Linked DNA regions of Sus scrofa: all the other regions are linked to region 1. A link is a contact called in public Hi-C, HiChIP or PLAC-seq and promoter capture Hi-C data. All regions are on one chromosome and are shown on one strand. Each heading gives the region's core, a stretch centred on a gene start, on an enhancer-like site or on the middle of the called end of the contact. The rest is flanking DNA. Distances are from core to core; before and after follow the strand shown. Region 1 holds the start of SNAP29 (synaptosomal-associated protein 29). Region 2 holds the start of THAP7 (THAP domain-containing protein 7). Region 3 holds the start of LZTR1 (leucine-zipper-like transcriptional regulator 1). Region 4 holds the start of SERPIND1 (heparin cofactor 2).

Region 1 (3,622 bases), core at 287-2,786:
CAGCTTGGATCCTACGTTGCTGTGGCTGTGGTATAGGCCAACAGCTACAGCTCTGATTCCACCCCTAGCCTGGGAACCTACATATGCTGCACAAGCGGCCCTAAAAAGCAAAAACAAAACAAAACAAAAAACAGGGTTTAAACTCAGGTGATCCTATCTCTACAACCAGTATTCTTTCCCTTCCATTGCACTTGCCCTCTGATTAGAAGTCAGGTAGGCATCAGTCTCCAGGCCCTGCTCACCCTCCAAGTTTGAGAACCTACAAAGCCAAGGAAGGCCTAGGTCAGCCTGCTAAAGTGCCTAAAACGATTTCACCGGGCACCAGAGCCACTCCCAACTGTCAGACAACAATCTTTCCATGTGCCAGGAGGCTGTGCAGAATCATCCCATCCCTTCAATGCTAACACATTGCATCGAGTCTCATCACACACACGTGGCATGGGGGAGCTGCCCTTTACTGTCCAACTCTTTGTCAGGCATGTTATGCTAGAACTCAAGAACGACTTCATTTCACAGATAAGGAAACAGAGGCTCCGAGGGTTGAAGTAACTTGTTCAAGACGACATACAGCGACAGTGCAGGTACCTTCTCAAACTAAAAGCTGTTTCCCCCCATCCCAGGCATCCGTGGGGCTGCCTCTCCCCCTCTCCAAGATAAGGAACGCTCCGGGGTGAGTTCTTTTTTCTTCAAACACCCGCTTCCCCGGTCTGAAGACCCCTCTAATCTCGCAAGAAAACAGTGCGCAGCAGACCTGCGTTTCAGAAAGCGCTCCCCGACACTACCCCACCGCCCTTCACCTCCAAGGACAAAGCGCTTACAAGCACCCCTTCCCCGAGGAAGGCAGCGCCCAAAGTCACCAAAAAAAGGCAGGGCGAGCGGGGGCCACCCCAGGTTCGACCACGGCCCCCGCCGCCTCCGCCTAGCGGTGTCACTAGGCGGCCCCGGCCTAGCCCGCCGGGAGCTCACAACCACCCGCCCGCCACACGCCCGCCGGCCCCCTGCCGCACCGGCCTCCTTCACGAGCTCCTCGCGCCCCCGGCAGCCGAGGCCCACCTCGGCCTCTGCAGACCCCAGCCGCGCCTCCAGCGCCCCGGCCCCCTCCTCCTGTCAGCCCGCACTGGGCCGCCAAACTACCTTCTCCAAGGAAGCCGGCCTCTGCACCGCCAAGGAGCGGGCCAGCGACAGGACTGTGTTGAAATAGAAGCCCCGCGACGCGCCGGCGCCGGAGGCTGAGCCGGGGCCGGCGCCGCCGCCGCCGCTTCCCCGGGCCGCGGCCGCCGCCATCGTCGCGCACCGCGGCGCCACCCGCCGGCTTTCCGCAACCGGCCCGCGAGCGCCAGAGCCCACAGCGCAGGTGCGGCCTCATCCGGCCGCCCCACCACGTGACCTCGCTGACACCGGTGGGGCGTGGCCGCGGGCTGCTCCACTGCCCGCGGGGGTTGGGGGCAGGGCGGCCGCTGTGCCGCGCGCGAGGCGTGGTTTCCCCCCGTGGCGGGACCCGATGGTCGACTCCGGAGGCGGGGCCTCTACGCACTGCAGGCGGAAAGAACTCGCGCTGTGCTGGCAGCAAGCGAACCGACGCTTCTCTGGGGCCTTGGCTAGCCCGCGGCCCCCAGTGCCCCCCCTCACCTCGGCCGCGCCCCCTTCCTCCGGCCCACCGCGGGCCAAGCACCGCCGCCATGTCGGCCTACCCCAGAAGCTATAACCCGTTCGATGATGACGCGGAGGACGAGGGCGCCCGGCCAGCGCCGTGGACTGATGCCCGCAACCTCACGGACGGGCCCGAGTCGCCCGCTGACCGGCAGCAGGCCCTGCGGCAGGAGGTGCTGCGCCGGGCCGAGGCCACGGTCGCCAGCACGGGAAGGTCCCTGTCCCTCATGTACGAGTCCGAGAGGATAGGAGTCGCCTCTTCTGAGGTGAGTCCGCGGTCCCCTGTGTTATTGGGGTCGCCCAGTGGGCTGGGAAGGGTCCTAGCGCTTTAGCGGCTGGAAGGTTGGTACGATCTGTCAGCCCGGTAAAGAAAAGTCTAAAGTACTCGAAAGGGGCGGTTTGCTTCCGGCAACCTCGCTGAACTCTTAGTCGCCTAGTTTCTTTTTTTTCTACTTCTAGTACACAGGCAATCTCCATGCCCTGGCCTATCTAGGCGAGTAAAGGTTCTGAATAGCAGACCCGATTAGGGAAGTGGAGAATGTGTTTCTCTTACACGATTTCCTGGGCAGCATCCAGGCTGAATCCTGCCAGAGTGACCTAGCAAGGACTGTGACTGCTAGTGTCTGAAAGCATCCGAGGAAATGGGCCTTGAGTTCTTCCCCGAAACTGATGGCTTTTCCACCTCGCCTTGAGGTGTGTTGAGTTCTCCGCCTGGACGACTGCTGAGTGAGCCAGAGCCCAGTAGAGTGGGGAGCCCTTCCCTTCCCTTCCCAATACAAACGAAGGTGTCTGAGACTGACACTGTGTGGTCTGTGATGATCTGTTGCTCCGTTTCATCTTTGTCAGTTCCTCTTTCCATTCATAGACGATTTCAGAGTTGGACCTTTTTAAAGTTTTTAAAAATTTAATAGCATGTTACAGCAATATCAGCTAGGAATGATTCATCTTAAGCACTTGTAGCTCTGGAAGCTAAAGCTTTGTCTCACCCCATGGGTCTTTTCATTAACTCTTTTCTCTGCAAAGTTACTGACCTGGTTACTTACAGTTTTGAGGTATATCGCATCATTCTCCCATAGCCACTTGCTTGGCTTATTTCCCTTCCCCACTTCTCCCAGTTACTGGCTCCCTCATTGTCATACCTGCCTGTCTTCAGCCTCATCAAGGAAGTTTAGCGTATGTCTACTGGTTCCTATATTCGAGTCTCAGTGGAAGGTATCGACTTAGATTTGGGAGGAATGCCTGAGGCCTTAGGGCCCTGAGAGGAGTGGGTCACTTAAGGATCCCCAGCTCAAGGAAGCCAACTAAGAACTGCTTGAAAAGACATATTTGGCAACTGAAAACAAATGAAGTAGGAAATCAAAATGATATACAGTAGAAGATGGTGGCAGAGGTTACACTGGAATTTGGCTATTAAGGCTAAGGTGTAGATAGGAGGAGGAAGAGGAGGGAGAGGGTGTTCCCAGGGAAAAGAGGATCCATGCAAAGGCACTGGCCAAACACTGCAGCTCCTGGGCTCCTGAGCAGGGACGTGATGGCCTGGAAGCCTTCCAGGGCAAGGGCCTGGAGGAGAAACTTAGGACCTGGTGTGGGCAGAGGGAAGGTCAAGAGCACCAAAAACAGGATGGACTTGTTTCATACTGATTGTGGTAACAAGCCCCCTGCTGCCTCCCAAAGTTGGCTTTCTCCTAGCAATGGGGACCAGTGAGAACAAAGGCAGAGTGGCACCTCAGGCTGTGAGGCTTGGTGTGGCCAAGCCAGGTGTTGCTCTGAGAAGTACAGCATGATCATGACTGGGCTGGTGACAGGCTTTGTCATCAATGTGATTACACATTGAATTTTTCCTGGTTTGAATCAGTTCTCAATTATCAGAGGCCCTGGGAGGCAGGAATGGTCAGCACCCCTCTCCCCCACCACTCTCCAAATTGACTTTGAATCTCTCTCATCACTCTTTCATTCCCCCCAAACCCCCACG
Region 2 (3,622 bases), core at 331-2,830, 100 kb after region 1:
TGTCCAGCAAGGCTCCATCCGAAAGCCCAGTCCCTCAGACGTGAAGTGGGACATCCCCCAGCGCAGCGCTTACCGCTTCCTGCATCGCCGAAGCCGGCTGACATCAGGGGGGCCGGGTGGGTAACTGTGCCCCTTGGTCTTGGCTGTTCGGCGCAACTTGGAGAAAGACTCAAATATTGTGGGGACTGCTCCCTCCTTCAGCCTGTGGTACCCACTGTAGGGGAAAGCAGTCTGAAGTAGAGAAGAGGGCCTGCACCCCAGGCTGACCTGCAGGGTGCGGAGCCTGCAGCCCCCCAGCCCCTGAACAGGATCCTGGGCTAGCACTGGGGCAGGTGGGAGGCACACTGCAAACAGCTAGTTTGGGGGATGCCAAGTTAAGAGGTACCCCATCTCCTCCATGAGAGCCTCCTGAGAATTAAGGTGACTGGAAAGGCCCCACCAGAACTGGGCTGACCCCCTGAAAGGAGCGGCTATGTTTGTGCCTTTGCTGGCGTGCCTGGGCTCCAGGAGCACCCTCTGGCACAGTGATACCCGGGGTGTGTGTGTCTCTAACTGCTTCCGTCCGGAGAGGAAATTGAGATTCTGAGCTGGGAAGAACCAGGGCGGCCTGCCCTGGTGTCAGCAGGAGGCTCACCTGATTCCCACCAGTTCAAAGCAGTTCTCCTCGAAGTGTTTGGAGCAGAAGTAGATGTACTCGGATGCTGGGTCCCACAAGCCCTGGCCGCTGGGGTCCAGCCGCTGGCAGTTGGCCAGCCACAAGCCTCGCCTCGGGTTGTCCTTCTTGGGAAGCCTGTAGGGCAACAAGCCTGTCAGAGCTGGGCCGCCGGCGACACACCGGATGGGAAGGGCCGGCCTGACTCATGCTGCCCCCGGACCCTGTGGGCACACAGACTAGGAAGCTGAGGCCTCAAAACGTAAAGCGACTGGCTCTGCACCAGGGTGCCTCTGACAGCAGCTAGTTCCCTCTCCACCGCAGCTCCGCCCACCATCAGCCTCTAACTCAAGCCTCGCCGGACCCGCCGAAGCGCGTGCGCAGTGAAGGCTCCTCAGGTGGGCAGGACAGACTAATGAACACGTGACCCTTTCGGCGCCAGCGCGCACGCGCGCTGACCTGTGGAAGGAGATGCCGCGGTTGCGCGTCTCTCGCGTGTCCCGCGTGCAGCAGCCGGCGGCGGAGCAGTGACGCGGCATCTGGAGAAGAGGCAGGAACTCGGTTGCGGGCTGCTATCTGGGCCCGGACAAGCCTCGCGCCCCTAGCCGCCACCCTGCTCCAGGCGGCCCCGTCCTGGCGCGTCCACACCGGCCCGATCTCGTCAGAGGCCCTTCCCAACCCACTCTCCCGTCTCCCGTCAGCGGCACTTACGGTCTCGCCATTGCTGCGCCGCCGAAGTCTCGCGAGATGTGGCTCGCGGCGGAAGTCGGTACCATAGAGACCCGGAAGCGCGCGGCGCTCGCTGAGGGGCGGAGCGGGCCCCGGAAGTGGTCGGCCTGCGGGGCGCCGCGCGCAGGACCGAAACGACTCTGACAAGAACGGGCTGGTCGTGCGATGCGGAGCCCTGGCTGGGCGGGCACGCATGCCTCTGATGAGAGGTGCCCCTTGTGGACGGGAGGGAGGCTCTGGGGCAGCTCCTCCAGAGGACGGGGCGAGGAGGGTGAACGCTGTGGTCCCGCGACTGTGACCCGGACCGCTTCCGGTCCCGGAGGAAGGGCGCGAAGGATCCGGAGTGTTTAAACTTAAAACATTTTCCCCGATTTCCCCACTGGCCTTATACTCTTATTCTGGAAGTAATACAGCAACTGAGGTGCCTCATTTTTTCTCTTTGGGAGGAAACATGATTTTTCCCTAGGAATTCGCTCGGAAAAGGCAAGTATCTGGTCGGGGAACTTGGCCGAAGAGCAACACAGGAGCAGACGACACTCAATACAGAAACTTTAATAGGTAAACACATCTGGAACGTTACAGAGCAGGGTGAAGGGGGGCCGCCTCGCCCTCCCGCTCAGTACTCCTCCCCCTCCTCGGCCTCCGCTTCCACCGAGTCCACGCCCACCTCTTCGTAATCTTTCTCCAGAGCCGCCAGGTCCTCCCGGGCCTCCGAGAACTCGCCCTCCTCCATGCCTTCCCCCACGTACCAGTGCACGAAGGCACGCTTGGCGTACATGAGGTCGAACTTGTGGTCCAGGCGGGCCCAGGCCTCGGCGATGGCCGTGGTGTTGCTCAGCATGCACACGGCCCGCTGCACCTTGGCCAGGTCTCCCCCTGGGACCACCGTGGGGGGCTGGTAGTTGATGCCCACCTGCCAGAGAAGGGGAACAGATGGAGACGTTTATACTGTGGCGTGAAAAATGGTACCTTGTTTTTTAAAACAAGGCCCCATGGGAATTGGTACTTTCTTTTTTGGCAGTATCTGACAACATTTAATATTCTTTGACCCAATACTGTCACGTTTTGGATTTACCCACATAAGAGCAAAAGCTACATGTATAGAGATTTTTATGTATTTAGTTTAGGGTACTGTTTGAAATGGCAAAACTGGAAACATGTCCTTCCTGGGGAACAAGTTATCACACATCTCTACAGTAAAACACGGTACCATGATGAAAAGGAATGAAGAACCTGCCCTGGCCTGTAAATATGTCCAAGGTGTATTGTATACTTGGTAGAAAGCAGAGCAAGTTGAATTCTACCTGAGTGTTTATACTTCAAAATACTTACAGAGTAACAACCAAAGCTGGGAGATACCATGCTGGAGGACAAACAACTGGTAGAGTGCGGACAGATGGCTGGCCCTGACCTAAGGAGCAGCTGGCAGCCAGCACCAGCTTGACGCAGCTCTTCTCCAGAGGAACTGGGAGCAGGGGGCATGTACAGGGGGTTCTGATCTGATCAAGGGGTGCCCCCTACCCCCCAGCTCTAAGACCAGGCTGGCCAGCCCTTCCAAACAGGATGGCTGCCACCTTGCTTTTCCCTTTGGCTACCTGTGTGCGATGAGTCAAGTCTGTCACCTACATGAAAAGAGTGTATTTTCTTTGCCTGTGTTGCTGGCCTCTTGCTGTCAAGATCACTACCAAGAAGCATGATGTGAATACGCACAGAGTATCTCTTGAAGGACAAAGCTCTGAAAGGGAAGAGGACTTCAGCTTTTCACCAGCTTTTTGGACCATTTTAATATTTTGCACCATACTTGCCTTTTTATAATGAAATAACTTAAACACAGAAAAGACTCCTTGGAAATAGTATACCCCTGAAAAAATGGTGAAGTCACAGACTAACAAAAAGGACTGGAAGCCATGAGAGTTCAACACAGTCCATCTGGGGCAGAACCATCTTCTAAGATTCAGAAGCTTCTATGGGAGTTTCTGTTGTGGCGCAGCAAAAACAAATCTGACTAGGAATCTTGAAGTTGCGGGTTTGATCCCTGAACTCGCTTCAGTGGGTCAAGGATCCAGCACTGCCATGAGCTGTGGTGTAGGTCACAGACACAGCTCAGATCCCATGTTGCTGTGGCTCTGGCACAGGCCAGCAGCTATAGCTCCGAGTTGACCCCTAGCCTGGAAACCTCCATATGCCATGGGTGTGGCCCTCAAAAGAAAAAAGAAAAAAAAAAGAAAAAAGAAGGAGCTT
Region 3 (3,622 bases), core at 705-3,204, 84 kb after region 1:
GTCGTCATCCAGGGGGACCTGCATGAGCTGAAGTTCGTGGCTTTTTACACCAAGTGAGAGCAATGGGGTAGAGCAGGGGCAGGAAGCATCAGATATTCAGTCAGGAAGAAGGCTCAGTCCCAGAGAAGCTGTGTTCTAGAGGACAGGGCTTCCCTGCACGGTGGGCCAAGTGGCAAAGGGTGGCAGCCAGGCAGGAGACAGCCAGGAAAGGGGAGGTCGTGGGGCCACAGAAAGTCCAGCTGCCCGGCACTGAGGTGGACACTTCACACTCTTTGATATGAGTGTGACACCCCCATTTTACACCAAGGAAAGTGACATTGGTCCCAGCCCTGAGCCCCACTGGGCAGGAAGGCTGGAGCTTCCGCAGGGTCCTGTGGAGCAGAAGCCGTGCTAGGCCAAGGGGGTGCTGGGTGCCCAGGACATTCCTGCCGCCCTGAGTGAGAGCCTCGCTGGGCCTCAGGTGGACTCAGGTCTCCAAGGACAGGGGCTGCCACTGGGCTGTCCTCAGGCTTGGCTACTACCTCTCCCTGCAGAGGCGACGAAGTGATCTCCGTGGCCAGCATGAACTACGATCCCATCGTGTCTAAGGTGGCTGAGGTGCTGGCCTCTGGCCGCAGCATCCGGAAACGGGAGGTGGAGTGAGTGTGGGCTCTGGGGATCTTGGGGAAAGGGGAAAAAGTCCCCTGAGGTGCTGGCTCAAGCTCCCTCCACAGCCCTCGAGGGTCCTCCCCCTCTCCACTTGGCCACCTCAGTCTCAATCAGTCTCAGGCTCCCAGAACGATGGCCTGGTGTGGGGCAAGGCTTATGGTTTGGGAGTGGGCTGGTTATTTGTGCTCTTGGGGGATAGAAGGGAAAGAGGCCGTGTCCAAGGGCAAAGCCAGTGCTGTGTGGATGGGTCAAGACTCACTGCTTGGGCAGTCACTGGGGCCGGGACACCCCATTGAACATGGCTGAACTCAATTATAGGGCAGCAGGATGTGGCTTGTGTTGCTTCTGGGGCACCCTGCACAGAGGTGGGGGATGGTTGTTCAGGGTCTGTCCAGTGAGCCACTGGACACCAGTCATTACTCTCATCTGGGCATGGTGCCAATGGGAGTCACCCTGTGGACTCCACCCGCCTATAGAGAACCCCCAGGACTGAGGAAGCCCTGGAGGCCATGAGATGGGGTCAGGGGAGGAGGCTCAGGCTGGAAACATGGAGAACCAAGTGGGGACATGGTGAATGACATGATGTCTCCCCAGCCTTCTCTGTCTTTCCCTCTTGCCTTCGCAAAGACTGTTTCTGCTGCACAGCAAGTACGTACATCCCCTCTTCCCTCTGAGCCTTCCCCACCTGCCCAAGTACACACCCCTGCTGGGTGCCAGGGCCTTGCACAGCCCTCTTCTGTCTTCAAGGTCCAGCTGCTCACGGTGCCCCGTGGGGAGCCTGCTCCCTCCTGCTCTCACTCCTCCTCCCTCATTCCTGCAGGACCGGCGACATGTCCTGGCTCACAGGGAAAGGATCCTGAACTTGCATGCAGCGGACTCGGGCAGGCATGCTGGGGTCCCAGGGACAGAGGCCAAGCCAGGGGGGCAAGTGCCAACCTCCAGTTCCCCAGGATCCTCCAGGGCAGAACCTGAGCCCTCCCAGTGTTTGGCTTCAGCTGCCTGGTTCCCCTCCAGAGAGGCCCCAGTGGCCTCCAGGAGAAGCTCACCACCCAAGGCATCCAGTGGCATTGATAGGCCTGCCCTCCTATCCCTCTACTGGGACTGGTTCCCTGTAGGACCCTGTGACATGTTAGACAGTATCTTAACATTAAAACACACACATTTGCAGATCTGTGTGACTTCCACTGTAATTGGGCAAACTCCCCCAAGGGAGAAAGCAGATGATGGGGAGACAGGCATGACCAGAGACCACAGAACACCCAGTGTTTCACCAAGGAATTTTGGCCCAGAGGAGATAGCAACTGATTCTGCCCCATGTCTTGGATCTGGATTTTGAAGAAATGGCACTCCAAGCAGAGGGAAAGCACATGCATAAAGCCCGAGACAGGGAATGCTTCTTCAGAGGACAGTGGGAACTCGCGCTTAGCAGTTGGGGGTGTTTGCCCATTAAGGTTCGAGCAATGAGTCCGGAGACGGACCCAGCCTGAGCTTCCTGAATGCCCATTTCGTAGGTGAAGCAGCTGAAGCTCTGCCAGAGTAGGACCGAGAATCCAGAGCCTCTGTGCACGCAGTCTCCCAGCCAAAAAGAACGCCATGGGGAGATGCGGGGGCCGGGCCAGGGACAGAGCAAGAAGGGGATGGTGGGGCGGCCCGCGGAGGCCACTGCGAGCCCGGAACCCTCCGTCCGGGATCCCGGGCGCGGCGGACGATCGAAACCGAGCCATGCGCACAGGGCATGCTGGGAGCCGCGCCGGGGAAGTGCGGGCCGGGAGGGGTTGTGGCCAGGGCGCCGCGCTCGCTGGAGGGGGAACCGCACGCCCGACCTCCGCGGGAAGCTCTTCCCGGAAGTCTATGCGCTCGCCGCACAATCCGGCCTGCCAAGCCACTGGGTCGGTGAGGCTCTCCCGGAAAAGCGGGCGGCCGGCAGTGCGGCGACGTCGGCCCAAGGCTCGCCGGGAAATGTAGTCTCTCGAAGCAGCCCGGGGCGGTGGCCTCACGTCCAGCGGACCCGGTGGCCCATCGGGCGTGGACCCGGCATGGCTGGGCCCGGTGGCTCGGGGGCCCCGATCGGGGCCGGGGCCCTGGCCGGTGGAGCTCGGTCCAAAGTGGCCCCGAGTGTGGACTTTGACCACAGCTGCTCGGACAGTGTCGAGTACCTGACGCTCAACTTCGGGCCCTTTGAGACAGTGCATCGTTGGCGGCGCCTCCCGCCCTGCGACGAGTTCGTGGGGGCCCGGTAGGCGGGGCGCGGGGGTCCTGGGGGGTGTCTGAGGAGGTCCCAGGCAGGCCCCTGGGCCAGGCTGGGCTGTGGTTTCCTGGGGCGAGACCTGGTGTGTGTTGGGTGAGGTGGGTCCAGGTCCGTGTCCAGGGCAAGGGAGGGGCTCCCGAGGGAGTCTCCGAGTGGGGTGGCCCAGGGCAGAGTATTAGAGTTACATTGTGTCTGTGGGTCTCCAGATGGGGTTCCAGGTGCTCTGCAGTGGGTTGGGAGTGTCAGGAGTCCCCACATGCAGAGTCCTTTAGAATACTGCTGGAATATTGGGGTCTCCATCGATCTTGGCAGTTGAGAGGTGTCATCTGAATTCTTTGGCAGCCCCAGTGCCGAGTCTCATTCTTTGGGTGACCCCTCAGGAGGGTCCTGGCCTCACCACCACCTCCCTCTCTCTTTCCAGGCGCAGCAAACACACAGTGGTGGCCTATAAAGATGCCATCTATGTATTTGGTGGAGACAACGGGTGAGTGAATCTGGATTGGGGAGGGAGAAGCAGGGTAGCTCGCACTGGGCCTCTGCAGCTTCACTGCTGTCTTTCCAGATGTTAGCTAAGCCCTTAGCATCCCAATCCATGCGGTTCCTCAGCACAGCCTCTGTGTGGTAGCACACACCCAGTACACAGATATGTCCCTCTCGCTCTCAGTGAGTGGACATCAGCTTGAAAGAAACACCTTACCTGTAACTTCTCTCTGGGCCACGAGCTCA
Region 4 (3,622 bases), core at 681-3,180, 65 kb before region 1:
ACAACAGTTAGCCTTCCATCCAGGTGCCTGGGAAATGGACGTCCATCATTCAATTCTTCTAACTACTCTGTACATTTTTAAATGTCATAATAAAAAGCTGGAAACCATACCTAACTGAGGCACACCTTTGAAGTGGAGAGAAAACACTGACTTGTGTGTGACAGAAGGTACAGCTTTAGAGGAAGACCAAAACCACACACTTTTGACAGGTGTCAGATCCAAACATGCCAGGAGTGTTACCAAGGAGTGAAACTCAGTGTTTTCAACAGTGGGTGATAGGATCAGAAATCTGGATGCATATCCAATACAGAAATCTAGGAAACAATGGAGTTCCCATTGTGGCTCAGTGGGTTAAGAACCCAACTAGTATCCACGGTCATGTCAATCTTCACAGCTACCTTCCATAGCGGGTTTGACCACCGCCCTCATTCCGGGGCGAGAGGGAGAGTGTGGGCCTGAAGAAAGCTACTCCTTGGCCAGTGCCCGGGCCCGCCATGCAGGGAGGAGGGCAGCAGGGCAGATGGACACTGGCCAGCCAGGAGTGGATAGCAATGCAGGCCGAGTGCCTCTGAGCAGCCCCAAATAACCACACTTTCCATGTCCTGAACACAACTGCCCTTGACCCACCAGAATCCTCCAGACCCCTTGCCCCCCCTGCAGACCCCCAGAGTCCTACTCTCATTTTATTTTGTTTTTTTTTCCCCATGCCATACAGAAGTTCCCCGGCCAGGGATTGAACCTGCACCTCCATAGCAACTTGAGCCACTGCAGTCGGATTCTTTTTGTCTTTTTGCCATTTCTTGGGCCGCTCCCTCAGCATATGGCGGTTTCCAGGCTAGGGGTCGAATCAGAGTTGTAGCCGCCGGCCTACGCCAGAGCCACAGCAACAGGGTATCCAAGCCGCGTCTGCAACCTATACCACAGCTCACAGCAACACCGGATCCTTAACCCACTGAGCAAGGCCAGGGGTTGAACCCGCAACCTCATGGTTCCTAGTTGGATTCGTTAACCACTGCGCCACGACGGGAACTCCTGCAGTCAGATTCTTAACTGACTATGCCACAAAGCGAACTCCTCCCTGTCATATTAGAAGGTATCTAGGGACAACATGCCAAACTCTCAGGGACAGAAGTGGGGAGCAACTCTGTGACACGGGGTCTTCTTGACAATCCAGGATATATGTATTTTTTTTTGTACTTTTTAGGGCTCAACTCATAGTATGGAGGTTCCCAGGCTAGGGGTTGAATCAGAGCTATAGCTGCTGGCCTACACCACAGCCACGCAATATCCTACACCACACCTCATGGCAACACCTGATACTTGACCCACTGAGTGAGGCCAGGGTTTGAACCTGCAACCTCATGGTTACTAGTCAGATTTATTTCCGCTGCACCCCAACAGGAACTCTGACCATCCAGAATATTCTTACAGCAGCGTTTAAATCACCAATTTAAAAACACAAACTAAAAATAAAACAATCCCTGGCCCCTGGGAATACCTAAGTGGACCCTAGGACTACATGACAGACAGGAGAGCTAGGCGGCACATCCCAACAGAGATGCAACGACCCTTGACTGCAGGCAGGCCTGGGCCAGGGTCTCTACCGCAACTTCCCCTCCACTGTCTCTGAAGGGCCGGGCTCATGGGAGGCTGGGGACATCTGCCAGGTTCCAAGTCGAGAGCTGTGATTGCTTAGAGGAAGAACTTGTGGTTCAAGGGACCCTGAGTGGTCTCCACTTGCATGGGAGCATTAGAGCTGCCACCCCAATGCAACCCAGCCCAGAGCTGAAATGTCCTGGCTGCCCCATGAGTGCATCCACAAAGATGGTCACGCCTCCGCAAGTCACCCAGCGGTGCCCAAAGGCGAAGAGAGGGCTTTGTGCTGACGAAGCTGATCGAGCTCTGTTTGATCTGGGACGTATTTACTTTGGAAAATGCAAGAGCAGCCCAGCACCAAAGTTCACACTGGTGGCCTTGGCCGATTCTGTCCCTGCAAAGCCCCTTCTCAGCAGCACAGAGGTGAGTGTTTTCTAACATTTTTTGTCGAATACGGATTCTTATTTGTGGTAGTTAGAGATGGGCAACTGGTGTGTTTCTCCATCATACACACATTCAAATGCTCTCTGCACTATCTTTGTGGGGAAATGTCTTGTTTTCCATCTGCCCAGTGGGGAGCTGACAGGCTGGAAGAGGGGACTGCACTAGTTAGAGTGGCAAGTTGGGAAGCAGGTGAAGTGGGAGGATATCTGGGTTCTGGGTCATCTCATATGGTTCAGAAAAATAATGTGTGCGTGTCACATAGGCACATATACATATGTGTGTACAGAGACCTGGTGAGTCTGCAGAAAGATACAGGGCTGTTCTGTAAGCTGTGCTTTCAACTCTCCTGTGAATCTGCAGTTATTTCATAAAAAGTGTTCACAACCCCAGGCAGCTCCTTCTGTTATACCTGCTCTGTGCCCGGAGGTGTGGATGGCTGGGCAAACGCTCTGAGGTGGGACTAAGATGTCCACCCCACTCCACGCAACTAGCATGAGAAGGCACTACAGGAAATGACCAGAAAAACAATTTTTTGAATGATCTACCTTTAAAAAAGATTGCTTCTCTGCAAAGACAGTAATCTGGATTTAAACACAAGCTAGTGATAATTTTAAAGTATCCTATTTGTTGGAGTTCCCGTCGTGGCTCAATGGTTAATGAATCTGACTAGGAACCATGAGGTTGCGGGTTCGGTCCCTGCCCTTGCTCAGTGGGTTAATGATCTGGCGTTGCCGTGAGCTGTGGTGTAGGTTGCAGACACGGTTTGGATCCTGCGTTGCTGTGGCTCTGGCGTAGGCCGGTGGCTACAGTTCCGATTAGACCTCTAGCCTGGGAACCTCCATATGCCGCGGAGTGGCCCAAAGAAATAGCAAAAAGACAAAAAAAGACAAAAAAAGAAAAAAAAGAAAAAGAAAAAGAGCAAAACTACAAAAAAAAAAAAAAAAGTATCCTATTTATTATACTAACCGGCAAAGCAACAAAAAGATTTACTTTTCTGATTTCTAATTTTTATCCACAGAAAATATGAGAGAATAATGAAACAATGAAACCTATTTTGGGCTTTTCATCACCTTAGCCAGAAACAGGGTACAAGAAGCTTCCACATGTACTATCTGAATATGGGGGAAAATATGACTGTTTTCACCTCTGCCTCCCTATTCGGTCTCAGATTCCTTTTTCTTAACTCTTATTTATTCCACTTTTTTTTTTTTTTTTTTTTTTTTGCTTTTTAGGGCCACACCTGTGGCACATGGAGGTTCCCAGGCTAGGGGTTGAATCAGAGCTGTAGCTGCTGGCCTACACCAGAGCCACAGCAAAGCCAGATCCAAGCCACGTCTGAGACCTATACCATAGCTCACGGCAACGCCGGATCCTTAACCCACTGAGCGAGGCCAGGGATCAAGCCCTTGTCCTCATGGAGGCTAGTCAGATTCGTTTCCGCTGAGCCACAACCGGAACTCCCCAGCTGGGTTTTTTAAAACCTTATTCTCACCTCAGAAGAATATTTTCAAGTGCAGCCTAGCAAGGAGACTTCCACCAAACTGCTTACTTCCTTCTATTTTTTTTTTTTTTTTTGTCTTTT

What was found. Promoter capture Hi-C pulls out the DNA fragments that hold promoters and counts their contacts. A called contact is a pair of places that touch in the nucleus more often than the background predicts. HiChIP or PLAC-seq counts read pairs in DNA pulled down with a chosen protein or histone mark.
Region 2: an H3K27ac HiChIP or PLAC-seq map of alveolar macrophages shows a contact between it and region 1. The contact joins the promoter of THAP7 here to the promoter of SNAP29 in region 1. A contact is called at or near these places in 2 of 5 promoter capture datasets (fetal liver and liver), 4 of 47 Hi-C or Micro-C datasets (alveolar macrophages, liver and skeletal muscle) and 1 of 2 datasets of contacts at active chromatin or transcription factors (alveolar macrophages).
Region 3: a contact with region 1 is called in a promoter capture Hi-C map of liver, with 2.8 times the contacts expected there. The contact joins the promoter of LZTR1 here to the promoter of SNAP29 in region 1. A contact is called at or near these places in 2 of 5 promoter capture datasets (fetal skeletal muscle and liver), 3 of 47 Hi-C or Micro-C datasets (alveolar macrophages, liver and retroperitoneal adipose tissue) and 1 of 2 datasets of contacts at active chromatin or transcription factors (alveolar macrophages).
Region 4: a Hi-C map of liver shows a contact between it and region 1, with 4 times the contacts expected there. The contact joins the promoter of SERPIND1 here to the promoter of SNAP29 in region 1. A contact is called at or near these places in 1 of 5 promoter capture datasets (liver) and 3 of 47 Hi-C or Micro-C datasets (liver and skeletal muscle).

Annotation. Positions count from the first base shown.
Region 1 is chr14:50,490,651-50,494,272 of Sscrofa11.1, forward strand. It overlaps SNAP29 (synaptosomal-associated protein 29), which reads left to right and starts at 1,537. Exons shown (of 5, transcript XM_003132993.4): 1 at 1,537-1,916. The coding sequence starts at 1,680. It overlaps PI4KA (phosphatidylinositol 4-kinase alpha), which reads right to left and starts at 1,333. Exons shown (of 55, transcript XM_001929569.6): 1 at 1,135-1,333. The coding sequence starts at 1,284.
Region 2 is chr14:50,592,198-50,595,819 of Sscrofa11.1, forward strand. It overlaps THAP7 (THAP domain-containing protein 7), which reads right to left and starts at 1,581. Exons shown (of 4, transcript XM_013983196.2): 1 at 1,364-1,581; 2 at 1,112-1,191; 3 at 635-790. The coding sequence starts at 1,576. LOC100510930 (tubulin alpha-3 chain) reads right to left here. Exons shown (of 5, transcript XM_003133000.5): 5 at 1,918-2,294. The coding sequence ends at 1,998.
Region 3 is chr14:50,574,459-50,578,080 of Sscrofa11.1, forward strand. LZTR1 (leucine-zipper-like transcriptional regulator 1) reads left to right here and starts at 1,955. Exons shown (of 21, transcript XM_003132997.4): 1 at 1,955-2,884; 2 at 3,318-3,380. The coding sequence starts at 2,250. AIFM3 (apoptosis-inducing factor 3) reads left to right here. Exons shown (of 20, transcript XM_021074038.1): 18 at 1-53; 19 at 534-638; 20 at 1,469-1,815. The coding sequence ends at 1,508.
Region 4 is chr14:50,425,191-50,428,812 of Sscrofa11.1, forward strand. SERPIND1 (heparin cofactor 2) reads left to right here and starts at 1,931. Exons shown (of 5, transcript XM_001929566.5): 1 at 1,931-2,019. All of the region lies in intron 19 of PI4KA (phosphatidylinositol 4-kinase alpha), which reads right to left.